2 separate regions of the Capsicum annuum genome follow, and region 2 is linked to region 1. Evidence: chromatin contacts called from public Hi-C data. All regions are on one chromosome and are shown on one strand. The core of a region is the stretch at or near the end of the contact, and the rest is flanking DNA. Distances in the headings are between cores, read along the strand shown. Region 1 holds the start of LOC107869652 (1-aminocyclopropane-1-carboxylate oxidase 5). Region 2 overlaps LOC107867787 (NAD kinase 2, chloroplastic-like).

The links. A called contact is a pair of places that touch in the nucleus more often than the background predicts.
Region 2: a contact with region 1 is called in a Hi-C map of leaf, with 1.8 times the contacts expected there. The contact joins the enhancer-like site here to the promoter of LOC107869652 in region 1. A contact is called at or near these places in 2 of 5 Hi-C or Micro-C datasets (leaf and placenta).

What each region holds. Positions count from the first base shown.
Region 1 is chr4:160,289,744-160,293,996 of UCD10Xv1.1, forward strand. LOC107869652 (1-aminocyclopropane-1-carboxylate oxidase 5) reads left to right here and starts at 1,959. Exons shown (of 3, transcript XM_016716152.2): 1 at 1,959-2,204; 2 at 2,454-2,683; 3 at 3,205-4,098. The coding sequence starts at 2,103. The coding sequence ends at 3,820.
Region 2 is chr4:160,337,529-160,341,781 of UCD10Xv1.1, forward strand. LOC107867787 (NAD kinase 2, chloroplastic-like) reads right to left here. Exons shown (of 9, transcript XM_047410335.1): 9 at 2,832-3,235. The coding sequence ends at 3,032. Among protein-coding and RNA genes, the nearest start is that of LOC107867787, 9.6 kb to the right of the region's middle. Within about 2 kb of position 1,748, at least 1 of the 5 cell types and tissues checked has an H3K27ac peak or open chromatin away from gene starts, as enhancers often do. A contact at or near this core is called in leaf, where this site is marked.

The DNA.
Region 1 (4,253 bases), core at 709-3,208:
TTAGAATACTACTAATAAAGTTAAGCAACTTTAAACTCTTCTTTTTTTTCTAGTTTAACGATGAAGTTTTTATGACTTTCAATCGTCAACCGAATGATTTTTAACTTGTGATGAAAATTTTATTTCTTCAAATCACTAGTTAAGTACAAACGGAGTAGAAAGCTAAAAGCTTTAAACTCCAGAAACAAGCTATACAGATTCATAAACAGTAAAATTATTCCTTAAGATTGTTATTTAGTATGTATTCGGGTACAAGAATCTGTACATAAGCAATACGAACTTCAACACTAGTTCAAGTCCAAGATAAGAATACTTATGAAGTTCCTTAACACCTTCAACACTAGATTATGAATAATCTATTTAAGAAGTGTGTTAATGTTCAGAAAAGAGATGAAATAGAATTTTAAGGCCAAGTCCCCCGACTTCACGGAGTGTCCTTAAGGAATAATTTTTCTCACTGTACCCGAGGTTATGGAATCTTCCTCCCAGGATAAAATGGTCTTCAATCCGAACAATAGAGGTACCTCAAATTGTTGGATTCAACGAACTCACTCAACGAATTGATTGATAACCCAGAATGTTTTTAAAGACAAGAAGAGAGTTTTTATTTCAGAAATTCGTGTCTAAAGCTATGGATGAAAGCAGGTTTATATAGCCTATTAGATGCCTCTTCGAAAAGGTGGCAATGGTTCACTTAAAAGGTGTGACCTTTCTGGAAAATTTCATTTCTACATAGTATTTCGAAATAGTGTCAGTCACTGCATGCATGCATATAAATGGAGGGATTAAATTTCTGTCAAATAAACTTTGTCCAAAACGATAGATCTCATCGATCGATCATTTTTCAAAACCAAATCCAAATCCAAAGACGAGCCGAGCGACGACGACGATGACGTGAGGCATCTCTTATTTCTTGCCTCACTTACCAAGTGGAATAAGTGTTTCTTAATAGAAACACTTGAAAGTCACATTCTCCCACCAATGTGGGAGAATTAATAGACTTGTCATTTTAGAGTACACTTTCCATTTTAGTGTTTTTCTTCTCTATTTTTTTTCTTTCACTTGGTTCCCTCCATTTTCCATTCACACTTTTCATATACATTGAACCCAACAAGAGATTGTTTATGTTCAAGGTTCAAAGTATGTTAATTATGAAAAATACTTTTGTCAAACTATATAATACTCCCTCCGTTTCAAAAAGAATGACCTACTTTGACTTGGCACAAAGTTTAAGAAAATAAAGAAACTTTTGAATCTTGTGGCCTTGGATTAAAGTTTTGTCAAATGTACCAAAATATCCTTTAATCTTGTGATCCTAAACATGTCATGTGGAAAGTTGAAATTAAAGTATTGCCAAAAAAGGAAAGGAATCATTCTTTTTTAAACGGACTAAAAAAAAATAGGCCATTCTTTTTTGAACGGAGAGAGTAATTTGTATTTGGCCAAAGAAAAAAACTGGCGTTAGCATTTCAAAAGCAATGGATGACCAATCTTTTCAAAAGTGCTTCTAAACCTCAAATTACTCGGAAAAAGAAAAGTTGTACAATTAGTCAAAAATACTAAACTTTCCAAACTAGGCATTTTTTTTTTATTCAAGAATATCATGTATTCAAAGGGACCAATACTACTACTATTATTATGTCGTTAACAACTTATTTGAGTATTATTATTATTATTATGAGATGGAAATGCAGCATTAATTATTATGTCATGACGAAAATGCTTCTGTTTTGGGGAAGCAATGACTCATCACTCATGAAGACATTGACCTTGTTTAATAAGTTAATTTGATGTCACCGTCCAAATTAGCCTAGCTACTCTAACGGCTACACTTTGTTTATCATTTAAAATATTGGACAAAAAAGGAAAAATAAAGTAGTAATAAATTATTTAGAGAGTTGACATCCAAGGTGTCTGAATTTTTTTTGCTATAAATAGGACTGTGGTAATTGTTTCCTATCCCACAAACATAAATAGTGATTAGTGCCATCCTAAGAAAAGAAGAAAAACTCTTTCCACTTTCTAGCATATATTGTTTTCTCTCTTACTTATATTTTGCTCTTTCTGGATACTTGTACTTTTGTTGTATAATTGCATCATCAATGGCTATTCCAGTAATTGATTTTTCAAAGCTTAATGGAGAGGAGAGAACCAAGACTTTGGCTCAGATTGCCACTTGCTGTGAAGAATGGGGATTCTTTCAGGTATAGTGTCATTTGATTTTCTCTTATTTAGAATGAGCAAGCACAAAACAACTCGATAGCCCAAGTAATTTAACTCAAACTTCTCATCTTACCTTTAGTACGCAATTACAAGCTTTTACATTCACATAAATATTACGTTATGAAATGTAAAATGAAAAATTTCAAACTAGCTCTAGCTAGCTAGTCTTATGTTGTTTCCTAAATTTCATGTCTAATCAAACGATGCAACATGAATTATGTTTTGTGCAGTTGGTGAATCATGGGATTCCTGTGGAACTTCTTGAGAAGGTGAAGAGGGTTTCCTCAGAATGCTTCAAGAAGGAAAGAGAAGAGAATTTCAACAAGTCAACAGCATTGAAATTGCTGGATGATGTGGAGAAGAATAAGAGCAATGGCAGCAAAGTTGAAAACGTAGACTGGGAAGATGTGTTCCTTCTCACTGATTATAATGAATGGCCCTCCGATATTCCTCAATTCAGGTTCAAACTTTTACTCTAAAAACATTTTTAATTAGAATAACATAACTGGAGTTGCATCTGACAAATTGCTTTCAAAATCTAAAAGTTTAAATGGGTCCATAATCTTTCTCACACACAAATATATATTCCTCCCTCAATTCTACGAATTCCAACCCCACAAACGAGATCTAAGTAGAAAAGAGCTCAATTTCTGTATATATACTGTTAGTGCAAAAGAGTCTCTACACCATCAGACCACCTAAAAGATATTTACAAATAAACACGCAATAACTAGTAGGTAGATTTTTCCTTCTATAAGTCTCATCGTGATGTTGTTTGGATTCACCAAGCTTGATCCAAGCTTTCAAACAAACAATATTATCTACAAAATTCCACCAGCTATATGATATAAACACTGCATTTTCTGTTAATCAAGATGAAAATCATAGAAATTGTACAATAAATATATGATTTTTTTTATATCATTTCACTAACAAATGCATACACTTTTATATATATATATATATATATTAAATAAACAGGGACATAATGAAAGAGTATCGATCAGAACTGAAGAATCTAGCAAAACAAGTGATGGAAGTAATGGACGAAAACTTAGGTCTACCAAAAGGTTTCATCAACAAAGCCTTCAATAACGGTGAAGAAGGATCCAAAAATGCGTTTTTCGGTACTAAAGTCAGTCATTATCCACCATGCCCTCATCCCGAAATGGTGAACGGCCTACGAGCACACACTGATGCTGGTGGTGTCATTTTGCTGTTTCAAGATGATCAAGTTGATGGTCTCCAAATCCTCAAGGATGGCGAATGGATCGATGTTCAGCCGATCCAGAATGCCATCGTCATCAACACTGGTGACCAAATTGAGGTTCTTAGTAATGGCAAGTACAAAAGTGTGTGGCATCGAGTTATGGCCAAGGAAAATGGGACTAGGAGGTCAATTGCCTCGTTTTACAATCCCTCTTTGAAAGCGACTATTGCTCCTGCACCTCAACTAATTTCAGAGAATAAGGACGAGAAAAATAATCAGGTGGAATTCGATTATCCAGCTTTTGTGTTTGGTGATTACATGAATGTTTATACTGAACAGAAATTTCTACCTAAAGAGCCAAGATTCCAAGCTGTTAGAGCCATGTGATGATGGTCAAGAAGCTGGAGACCCTTAATTTTTTACTCTTTTTTTCTTTTGGTAATGTGTGGTCTATACTTTTTCTCTCCTTTGTTTTGTTCATATAGATCAATCACTTGCATTAGTACTTGACTTGTCAATTTTTTTTTGTTTGTTTGTTTGGTTATAATTGTCGATCTTTAATATAGCAGTGCACAAAATTGTGACTGTTTTCAGGGAATATTTTGTATTTTTGTTTTTCCATTTTTCAGATTCCGTATATTAATTAATTCTGTGTTTGCAGATTACAAATATATTATAGAAATGCGTGCTTCCTATATCTTGTTATTGTTAGCCATCTTAGTTTCTTTCTTTTTCTATTTCTTATAATTGTTTGTCATGGTTTTTTTCATATTGTCACTATAATTCAGAATTTGACTTGTGCCAACTTTAAACTTATTAA
Region 2 (4,253 bases), core at 498-2,997, 48 kb after region 1:
TTAATTGATGTATAGACTTAGGTCTAAAGATTATTTCAGAAGTTAAAAGTCAGTTTCTTAAAGATTAAACAAAAATATATTTAATGAATTAGAAAGTCAGATACATCGTGAAGAGAACAAACTACTACTTAACTAGGAAACCGGAATTCAACTGTTACATTGAGATAGGGGTGAGGTCAACTCCAATAGTTATTATAGTTAAAAGTCAGAGACTTGTGAAGGAACCAAACTATGGCTAACTTACAAACCAAAAGTCCACCCTTAACGTGATCGTAACGTCGTTTAATTAACTATAATTTGTCTTAAGAATATATCATCATCAATGACCTGATATGTTTGGTTTGGTTGTGTTAATATAGGTATATGTGACCAAACATGTATATATTTAGCATATAACAAAACATATTAGGTCTTTATTTTGTAAAAAAGGAAAAAAAATAAAAAATTAGAAGTTTAGGTCGTTAATGATATTTTACTCTCGTACAAAAATCACTCTACAGACATTAATAAGCCTGTTGAAAATTAGGGGTCCTTTGGTACAGCGTGTTAAAAAATTTAATGCATGTATTATTCTTGTGTACTAGTAATATCTTGTTTGGTACTTTTTTTAGCCTATGTATAACTAATGTTTGTATTTATTACACACTCTATTGTGTATTAAGCAATGTATTACTAATATCACCAATTTTTTATGTATTAATAATATAAAGAATTTTAATACATGCATTAATTTATTAAATGACAAAATTAAAATCCGGAGCCAAAAGGGCTCTTCTTTTTATCAAGAATACCAAAGGTGATAATTAAATTTGGAAAAAACTAAAACGGACAAACAGCCTGAGGAATAACGACTTCTAAGTCGCCGGCCCATCCGCGACTTGCAAAGAAGCACAGTACGGGCTGCTGTTTGTCATCTGTGCAGTGTTGACTAAAGGAAAATGTTTGTATTCAAACACCAATAAAGAAAAAGTACTTGTACTTTGCATAAAACTATCAAATAGTTTTGCAAAACTCAAAAATACTTTTCTCACACTCACAAATTTATTTGTGGTTTGTACTCTCTCCATTTCAAAATAATTAAATTATTGGTGTATTTTTTATATTCAAAATAATTGAATTGTTTATTGTTCAAGATAGATGTTGGAAATTTTTTTTGATTTTACCCTTCATTAATTAAATTTTCAAGGATAAGTTCCAATGATCATTACTAATGTTTTGGAGTTTGAAAAGGATAAAAATGAAAAAACATAATCAATTTATGTCTCTATCTTTTTTGTAAGATGTGTGTCATATTCCAATAATTCAATTATTTTGAAACGGAAGGAGTATAAGAAAAGCATAGATATGATGCTAATGGTAATATTTTTCTCATGATATTTCTCATGTATAAGGATGATGTATAAATGGACAATGTATAAGGATGATGATCGTAGATGGGGCGCCATGACGATAAAATATTTGCCCCAACCCATTTTCCGTAGTACCTACATCTTCGTTCTACTAAAATAATCTTCCTTCTACTAAAATACTTCCCCCAAGCCATTTTTCATAGTACCTGCATCTTCTTTCCATGGTAATACAACTTAAAACAGCCTCTCTTTTTATTTTATTTTTTTTTGAAAACTCCAGGAAAATCCGTAGCTGTTACACCCTCTTCCCCTCGGGTGAGCACTGTGTGTGCACTGGGTAAACCCCTCACTGTGCAATAGCTCGCAAACCGCACAGAAGATGTAAACCGCACTCGGTAAACCCCGTGCGACAAGCTCGATTGAGAAGGCATTAGGGATGGATCAAACCCGCGACCTTTGCTATGGGAAGTCCCCCTCAAACCAACTCAACCACCCCCTTGGGGGCCTCTCTTTTTATATTATCAAAAAAGAATTGTGAGAATAGCAACATGGACAATGACTAGAATAGTGAATTACGTGCAGCGATAGCAGTGTGCGGCTTATTATCACACTATATTTTCTTCTTTCTTTTCGTTAATCAGATTACTCTTCTCCACTAAAATTGGATATTTGGTTATTGGGTATGAATTTGAAATTGAATTCTTTGTTTTTAGAGTTTATGAATCTAGGTAAAAAAGATTTAGGTTTGAAGTTTTGAATTTGTTTAAATTGGTAAAGGGTTGAATGTTAAGGTTTCAATTGCTTTAAAAAAAATCAGACAAAGAAAGTTAAAAGGGTATTTTTGTTAATAAATATTTTTTTTATAAAAATTATAATATATATATTGTTTCTAATACATCAAACCAAACAATGTATAAGAAATAATGTCAACATAACTAATGCAAGCACAACTTATACCTACACTACTTATGCAACCATTACTAATACATCATATTCAACATTATTCTTATACACTTTACCAAATAATCCCTAGAGTGATGGCATGTTGGTCCTTGAGCACTACTGATTCATGAGGTTATGTCAATAAATTCCTAAGTTTATACACACCAAACCTGAGAAGGTTCACTCTTTTTGACAGGATGAATCAACATTTCCATTTAATAAAGGAGAATCAAGAAAAAAGTGTGATGTAGTAATAGATAGGATTTTATTTCTAACCTCTCAGTAACCAATATCAGGTGAGACAGAAATTATTTAGTCGGAATTTTGATGGTAAAAAAGAAACAAGATCCTTAATTATTCAGATCATACTCAAATCATATGTATTGGTCAATATAATCTTGTATATGTACCTATTCTCCACGAGAACACGAGAATTCTGTTTTTTTTTGTTAAAACGGCTAAGAAAAAAAATCTACCATTCCACTAAACTCTATTCAAGAACTCAAGAATGAACTAATGTCCTATTCAAGCATCTCAATAGAAATCCCCGGAATGGTATTTTCCGTCGAAATAACATTCTTGCTTATCTCGATGATCCTCGATACAGAAGAGAAGAGTTCAATCAAAAAAGGTCCATAAATAGGAGTACGGGGAAAATGAATTTTCTATGTAATTCAGTTGTTCTTATATGACACTACAAAATTTTACATCAATGTGGGGATGAATAGTTCAAGTTAGCTTCAGAGTGCTTTCTGGTCTAGTCTCTCATTCCAATTCAGGCAGCGGATCAAGCTACCAAACCAATCACCTGTTTGGTCAGCCTTCTTGACTGTAGGAAGTGGATGCTGGCTCATACATATTCGAATAGAATCTCCTCTAGACAGTTGTTGTCGTCTCTTCCCATCAAAGGAGACCCAAGCATTGTTGCGTGCATCCTCTGAAATCTGTTTACATGCAAATCACTTAAGCTTCTAACAGAATAGCATGAAATAAAGCAGTTGTGCCTTTGCTACCAACTCGATACATCCCACTGAATCACGCAGATTTCATGGTGTGACATCAAATATATGCATTCATACAGGTGCCAATAATCAAAAAAAAGGGCCGACCCAGTTCAATACCCACTTCGTGGGTGACTGGGGAAGGGAATACTCTAGGCAGTCTTACCCCTGCTTTGCAGGGAGGCTGATTCGAACCCCCGACCTGACACTCCACGGCAAGCAAGCTTACTGCTGAGCCAAGCCGTCCCTTCTCAGGTGCCAATAATCAAACAAGATATAATGTTGTGCATCAAGAAATTGGACATAGGTGCCAATCGTCAAACAAGATAGTTGTATACAGGATTTTTCACCAAGAGTACTCGACTCAGACAAAATTTAAAGCATCCTAAGAAATGTAAAGTAATTTAGAAATCATATCAATCTCCTTTTAAGAATATTGGCAAGTACATCTTCTAGAAGGCTTATAAAAATCAAGCACCGCGCCGTCAACAGCATTTAAAGAAATAAAGAATGAGGCTGTAGCTTATGTTCGTCTCTTTACAGTCTCAAAGTATTACAGGGCAGCCCGGTGCACTAAAGCTCCCGCTATGCGCAGGGTCCGGGGAAGGGCCCGACCAATTAGTAGTTGCATATGCAGAAATGTGAACTGAAGGCAGTGTTTCTACAACAATAAATGCGAAAGAGACGACACCTAAGGGGCTTTAAATGAACTGGCAAGCGAAGCACACACTTCTTCAAAGTGAAGCGCTCAATTAATGAATTACTTAAAATATCTAGCACGAACAAATTACAGCATAAAGCATCAGATTGCAACATTCATTATAAACTATTGACAATAATAGTCAAACAACTCAAATGAACATCATTGAGATGTAATTTCAACAGCAGCAAGAAATTAATTATCATAAAATTGATTTTCAACTTCTGATTTTGACAAATCAACCATAAGAATGAATTAGCT